Linked DNA regions of Xenopus laevis: region 1 is linked to region 2. Evidence: chromatin contacts called from public Hi-C data. All regions are on one chromosome and are shown on one strand. Each heading gives the region's core, a stretch centred on a gene start, on an enhancer-like site or on the middle of the called end of the contact. The rest is flanking DNA. Distances are from core to core; before and after follow the strand shown.

What was found. A called contact is a pair of places that touch in the nucleus more often than the background predicts.
Region 1: a Hi-C map of the XL177 cell line shows a contact between it and region 2, with 2.7 times the contacts expected there. The contact joins the enhancer-like site here to the promoter of cited4.L in region 2. A contact is called at or near these places in 3 of 4 Hi-C or Micro-C datasets (the XL177 cell line, the XTC cell line and animal cap).

Annotation. Positions count from the first base shown.
Region 1 is chr2L:86,733,053-86,736,627 of Xenopus_laevis_v10.1, forward strand. LOC108708229 (syntaxin-12) reads right to left here. Exons shown (of 9, transcript XM_018246706.2): 9 at 915-1,805. The coding sequence ends at 1,710. Among protein-coding and RNA genes, the nearest start is that of LOC108708229, 15 kb to the right of the region's middle. Within about 2 kb of position 2,174, at least 1 of the 7 cell types and tissues checked has an H3K27ac peak or open chromatin away from gene starts, as enhancers often do.
Region 2 is chr2L:86,696,039-86,699,487 of Xenopus_laevis_v10.1, forward strand. cited4.L (cbp/p300-interacting transactivator 3) reads right to left here and starts at 1,324. Exons shown (of 3, transcript XM_018246704.2): 1 at 1,066-1,324.

The DNA.
Region 1 (3,575 bases), core at 924-3,423, 38 kb after region 2:
ATTGTTTTTTGAACCAATGTGGGTGTGGTTGGGCAGCATGTCGTCCCCCTAAAATCCTGCCACCCTAGGCCCGGGCCTAGGTGGCCTTTCCACAAATCCAGGCCTGGTTTTGGGGCTTTAAAAAATGAGGAATGATACACAAATGTGAGTGAACTCAAGTATCCATTGTGTTCTATGTACTATTCAATATGGCATTGTTGCTATATGACATTTTTGAACACTAAAATATGGAATCAACTTGGCAAATAATTGCTAATATACCTTCTAATTAACATATAAAATTGGGTTTTTAATTACAGGTGATGTAAAATGTTGGTAATTAGGACAATGGTCTATATGGGTCTCAGTGCTAAAAATTGATGTACTGGCTGTTTTGGGAATGCACATATTTGTCCCACAGCTCTAACGAAAGTCCTTATAATTGCTGGGTACAATACTGCGCAAAGTTTATATGCACCAACAATTCTACAGCTTTCCTGGCACCGAAAATGATCTAGTTTATCTGTTCCTTGTTGTTTCCGTGCTACTTTGGTTGATATGCAGTGACTATAAGAATTTAGAGACCATCAGAAATTCAGGACAACTGGAAGGCAGTGAACAAAGTTCAAAAAGTTTGCCAACGTGTACTTTTCACCTTACCATGGGCAGTCACAGATGCAGGTATTTGTGCTCCAGAATGACCCTTAGCTCTCCAAAATGGCTGTTTAAAAGGTAAATATATAGTATCTATCCCACTGAGGCTGCAGGCTGACACAGACCGCACTTTAGGTCGGGGAACTATTATGGTTGCTAACAATTATGTGCCAACTGTGGTGTGCCACTTTGTGCACCATATCAGGACATGTATATATATTTATATCTCACAAGTATCCTGGCTCTCCTATTGCACAAGCACAAATTGGAGATTCACAAAGGGGTTTAACATTTTTATTATTATTATTTTGCCTCCTATCAACATAATATATTCATTACTACAGTGCTAAAAGGGGAGAGTCGGTAACATTTATCATGAGATGATTATTGGGTTCATAGTTATATACATAAAATTACACATTTATTTATATATGCTTGTGTGCATAGACACACACCACAAAACCAAGAAGGCTTTATATAATGAATCCCCAATGAGAAGACAGTGTTGTTACCAAGACTAACACGTTGAGCAATATTCTCCCTTCTAAACATAAATTAAAGTGAACCATAGTAGCTTTTTATATATAAAGTAGTTTTGTGCAATGACAATGTGAGCAGAATTAATACTCCCACAGTGTCAAGTTGGGGAGAACTGAATGTTAATCGGTGATAAATAAATCCTATTCTAAAATGTTATCTACATGGTGTTCAAGATGTCGCCAGAATATAGCATAAACTATTGTGGGCAAGATTAGTGGTGTGATGTGATCTGATATTTTAATGGAATAAAAAAAGTCCTGGCCATGTGGCACAATAGTAAATATATGACAGCACTAGGATTAAAAAAAAAAAAAAAAAAAAAAAAAAAAAAAAGGTTTGCCGTTCTAAAATGTCATGTTCAGGAGTGTCTCACAGCAGGGTCTTGTGGTATTCCATAGTACTTTTATTCATTTTTTTTTTCTTCAAATCCTGTCTCTGTTATTCACTTATGGTTGGAGGAAAATATATGCACAGCAAATTGCATGAGGAAAATAACCAGAAGATGAAAAGAAGATGAAAGGGTGTTATGAGTGACCTCAGGATCTCACTGATAAATATATGATGAAACCCAGAATCACAGCTGCAATGGCAAGAGCCAGCACTAAAATACAGATCTTCTTCCGGGATTTTTTCTAGAAAGAGATGAGAGAAAGAAGTAGGTTAAATGGATTCTTTCAAGTAAAGCAAACCAAGCTCCTTAAGGCTATGGGCACACAGACTGAGAGAAGCAGATCTGCTCAGTGCCTTAGTGCCCCTGCTCCATTGACTAGAATTTGATCAGCCTGTGGTCACACACACACAGCAGAGCTGAAGCAGAGGTCAGTGTGTCAGGCTGATCTGATTCAAATCAATGGAGCAGGGGCAATGAGCAGATCTGCTTCTCTCAGCCTGTAGAAATACGCAGGCCAACAACAGCCACTGACAACAGCCTGTGTGTCCATTGCCTTAGAGCAGCATTATCTTGATAAGGCCCGGCCGGGCCCCCCTTGAGAGCGCTGCATCCTACGGCCATCCCAAACAGCTGAAACGTGGAAGTGCCGAACAGCTGAAGGACCCTAAGCCACGAAAACAGCCGAAGCCGAACTCCCAAATCGCCGAAAAGACCCGAAGTTGAAGTCCTGAAGCCACAAGTTCAGTTCTACTGAACACCAATGTGGAGGTTTTTTTTTAATCCCGTTGCCACCAATTTTTTTTTTCTTTTTAAAAAAAACAACAACTTTTTGGGGCCCCAATTTTCTTTTTAACTTGTAAGGGACCAATGGCACCAATGTTTTTTTAAAAAAAAAAAATTTGGGGCCCCAATTTTTTTTGACTTGTAAGGGGGGCCTGGCACCAGTGTTTTTTTAAAAAATATTTTTTAGGGCCCCAATTTTTTTTTTAACTTGTAAGGGGGGCCCTGGCCCCAATGTTTTATTTTTTTTTACTTATAAGGGGACCCTGACCATCAATAGCTTTTTATAACTTGTGTATGGGGGTTTTTTAGCGCTGATGTCTGTGTGGTCTTTGGGCGGGATGGAGTGTGGCTTGGGTGGCTTGGGTGGGATCTGTGGTGGGGCTTGGGCGATAGTGTGGGCGGGGCCCAGGTGGCCCCAAAAAATTTTGTTGTACGGGGCCCCGTGATTTCTAATGGCGGCCCTGCACACATACAGTAATGGCGGCCCATACACATACAGTCATATGAAAAAGTTGTGATGAGTATCTGGATTCTGGATGGCGATATTTTTGACCATGCGTCCATACAAAATCTCTCCAGTTTAGTTAAATTTGATGGCTGCTGAGCATGGATAGCCTGCTTCAAATCATCCCATAGATTTCCAAGTGTGTTTAGGGTCATTGTCTTGTTGGAATATCCAGTCTCTGAGTAACTTTAACTTTGTGACTGATGCTTAAAGGAAAACTATACCCCCCAAAAAATGTAGGTCTCTATAAAAAGATATTGTAAAATCCTGCTTCATGTAAATAAACCATTTTCATAATAATAAATCATAAATAGAAAATTGCCATTTTAAAAAATAAGGGCCGCCCCCTGGGATCGTAAGATTCACTGTACTCACAAACAAACCAACAAACCATACATGTTAGGTCACATGAGCCAATTAACAGACAGAGTTGTGTCTTTTGCTTCCACACTTCTTCCTGTTACAGTTAGAGTTGCAGTATCTCTGGTCAGGTGATCACTGAGGCAGCACAGAGACCATCAGGAAATGGTGGCTCAAGGCAAGAGATGTAAAAGGGCAATATTTACTTAAATATATATTCCAGTTTGGCAAGATTCTTTAATATGCCACTTAATATGATATGAACTGTTGCTTAAGTGTTCATTTTGGGAGTATAGTTTTCCTTTAAACATTATCCTGAAGAATTTGTTGTCATCCGACCCTTGACTTTAACAAAGGCCAGTC
Region 2 (3,449 bases), core at 74-2,573:
TCACAACACATGTCCTACATAATTAAAGGATTTGTAGTGTATGGTTAAACAAAGCTGTGGATATGACATGTTTGTGCTGTGACACATATGCATACATAATGCAGATTATACCTATGGCGTTTTGTCTGCAATTAAAATTGCAGGGGCAGAAAGTTAAAGTATAATCATGTGTAATACAGGTATGATTACTAAATTCCTGATGCCAACATGCACATTGAGCTAATTTGGAAACACTAATGCTCAAAAATTTTATTAAATAAGATACATCACCATAAGTGTGCACATTTGTAGCAGCAACGTTTCGAGCCCACAGAGGCTCGTTCAAGAGATTTTATAAATATATACACACACACATACAGCACTTCACAAAAGATCTTTCTCATAAGTCACTGCCCCAATAGAGCTTGCAATCGAGTTCCCGATCTCTCAAAAACACACAATGATCAATTTTAACAGGAGCCGGTTAACCAGCCAGTATGTTTATGGAGTGTTAGAGGAAATGCACACAGACAATAGAACAGAATACAAGCAGAATTTTACATTTTCCCCTCACCCACCATGGCCTCAACCAAGTTGTTTGGGAATCAACCAAAAAGGCTTGAAACCTATATATTTAACCAAACCATTTGGTAATGGAAAAACAAGGCAAATAAGCCAGTGGTTGTCAGACTTTTCCTTCCTAGGAAATTAAACTTTTGTCAAAAACCAGCTGATACTTGGCGTATAAATATTGGGAAACAACTATCAGCCATACTTCCAGGAATACATACGGCAACAAATCACCTTCATGCTGGGCATCCGTCTGTTTATCTCAGCCCAAATAAGAATTCTGCCCTAAACAGCCCAAAAACTATGCTCCAGCCCCTTCAATGACTCTGATCCTGGACCCCAAAGTGGACTAACAGTCTGAAAGCCACTGCCCTAAGCACAGACCTTGAAAACACTGTATATATTTAAGTAAACATTAGCCCTACTACATAAGATTCACGAATGCACTTGATCACACGTACACAAGAGTCTCTACCCTGAAATAAACAGTATTGTAGCAATTAATTTCATACTCACTCGAGTTAGGCAGGCACAGATATGGCGCTGTGCAACGTGACGGACTTTACGTTCGACTCTATCCCAGGATTTCACTGTGCGAGAGACCACAGAGCCGGAGACAAAAAAAAAAAGCCAACAAATCCTACTTCCTATGACAACAGGCAATTTGCTAATAGGATTTCACAGAAAGAAAGAGCAGTCAAGGTGGTGTGTGTCCTTTAGCCACGCCCATGAACTTTTGATTGGCTGGCTCGGATAAACAGGAAGGAGAGCGGAGGTGTCTCTGCCCATGTGTTGTTTGCTGAGCTTTATTATAGCTTGCGGGGGGAGGGGTGCATCACTGAGCCAGTTTGTAGCAGACTGTTTGTTGTTCTAACAGCCTTGGACTGGTCTTTCCACTGCCTCAATTGCACCACAACATTTTTTTTAAATGTCGTGGTGAGAACAATTATTAATGCCTTGAAGTATGTCACAGAGAAAAGTTTTTCCTTTCTGAATTTTGCAAATACATTTGCCTCTGTAGCTAAATAAAACAGTGTATAAAGAAGCTGTGTTCAAAATGTGTTGCTGCTGGGCCAAGCAGGGCAATTTGGCCAATGCTGATTAGGGTTGACACTTTTTCCAGAAAAAAATACCAGCCTTTCTATATATTTTTCCTATATATTTTTTTCCTAACATTGGGATCAACCATCATTTTTACCGGTCAGGCCAGTAAAATACTGGCCAGGTAGCAACCCTAATGCAAATGCTAAATTTTTATTCTCTTTTTATTGTATTTTACACCGTTGAATTGTTTTGTTCATTATTGTATGAAACAGCCTCTTGTTGATAATAAGGGCATGTATATAGATTCACTAGAGGGTTGATTAAAGACAGAATGTAATTAATGTCGGAGGATGACAGATAACACATAGGGCTTTTATATTTTTATTTATAATCAATGAAGTATGAGGGTTTATATAGGGGTGCACGATGAGTAGTGTCACGTGAGGGGGTGTACATGAGACGAAATAAGCATGATTTATACTAGTAGTGCACCGTAGTGGGCAGCGTTGATAGAGCAGCACCCATGAGGTTATTGATATGCACAACTGGAATGATGGAGTCAATACACATATTAGAGCTAGTGTGAGGACCATTTATTGAGGGTTACGTCCAGTTAGGGATGTAATGTTTGGGGGTAATAAGTGAGGAATCAGGTAGCATTTAAGTCAGGACCTTTAGACATCCTCTAAGAATGTTACATCAGTGACACTGGAAACAAAGTTACAAATTAGAGCATAAGTAGTCATCATATTGTTACAAAATAGTTACAAAGGAACAGTGTCCTGATATATTGGTTTTAAACTAGTTTTAACATTGTTTCTAGTTAAAATATACTGTTAGATTTAATTGTAATGCATACCTTATAATGAAGTGCAATGAATCTGTGGTTTTTCTATCATAAAGGGAGTCGCTCTGTTTCTGACAAACAGCAAACGTCAGAGCTACCATAGTCATTATTGAAGAATGAATACTTTGAGAAAGGCCTCGGAGAGGCTGAAACGTTAGCCATCTGTTCTAATAAATATTTTTAATTTAACTTAAGACCTGTGAGTGCGGATTCGTTTGGGGTATATATATATATATATATATATCCTGAGGACGGCTAGAGTTTGATAGCAGAAACGTTGAGAAATAAAATCACAGCCCTTGTGGCTTTTTTTCATGACAAGCCCTTTGAGTGCGGTCTTTTTTTTACTGAAAGAAAAAAAAAATATATATATATATATATATATATATATATATATATATTACGCAAAAGCCATGAATATCTTGTAAATGATATACTTATAAACGGTGACTAGTGATGTCATCAGTTATAAACAGTGAGTAGTGATGTCATTTTGGTCACATGACTCTCTAAAACTTGTTTATTATAATAAATAAAGTACCCTTTGTTGGAAAATATGAGGATATTAGAAGACACCCAGAGTTCCATGACCTGGATAAAAACACTTGGCATTAGGCCTTGTGTTTATATATGGTCATGAAACTCCATTGCTGAATTGTGCATATTCATCCAAATTGTGTGTGTGCGCTAAATTAGATGTTGTGCAACTGTTGCCATTTCCATAACTAGTATACACAGCCCAGGTATACACCTTTGCTCAGGCATAGGTCCAGACTGAGGATATGGCTACATTGTGCTGATTCTCAGACTGTGGATAAACGCAGGCTGAGAAACGCACACCCATGTAGTTTACCAACAAACCAGCCTATGAATTGTTGCTAAAACACATACTCATGCATTTAGCAACAAAATCCACTCCATGTGCCTGCACTTGAGTGTAGGGGCTGATTCTCAGCCTGTGTTTATCCGCAGGCTGAGAATCAGCCCAGAGTGGCCATAGCCTGAGATT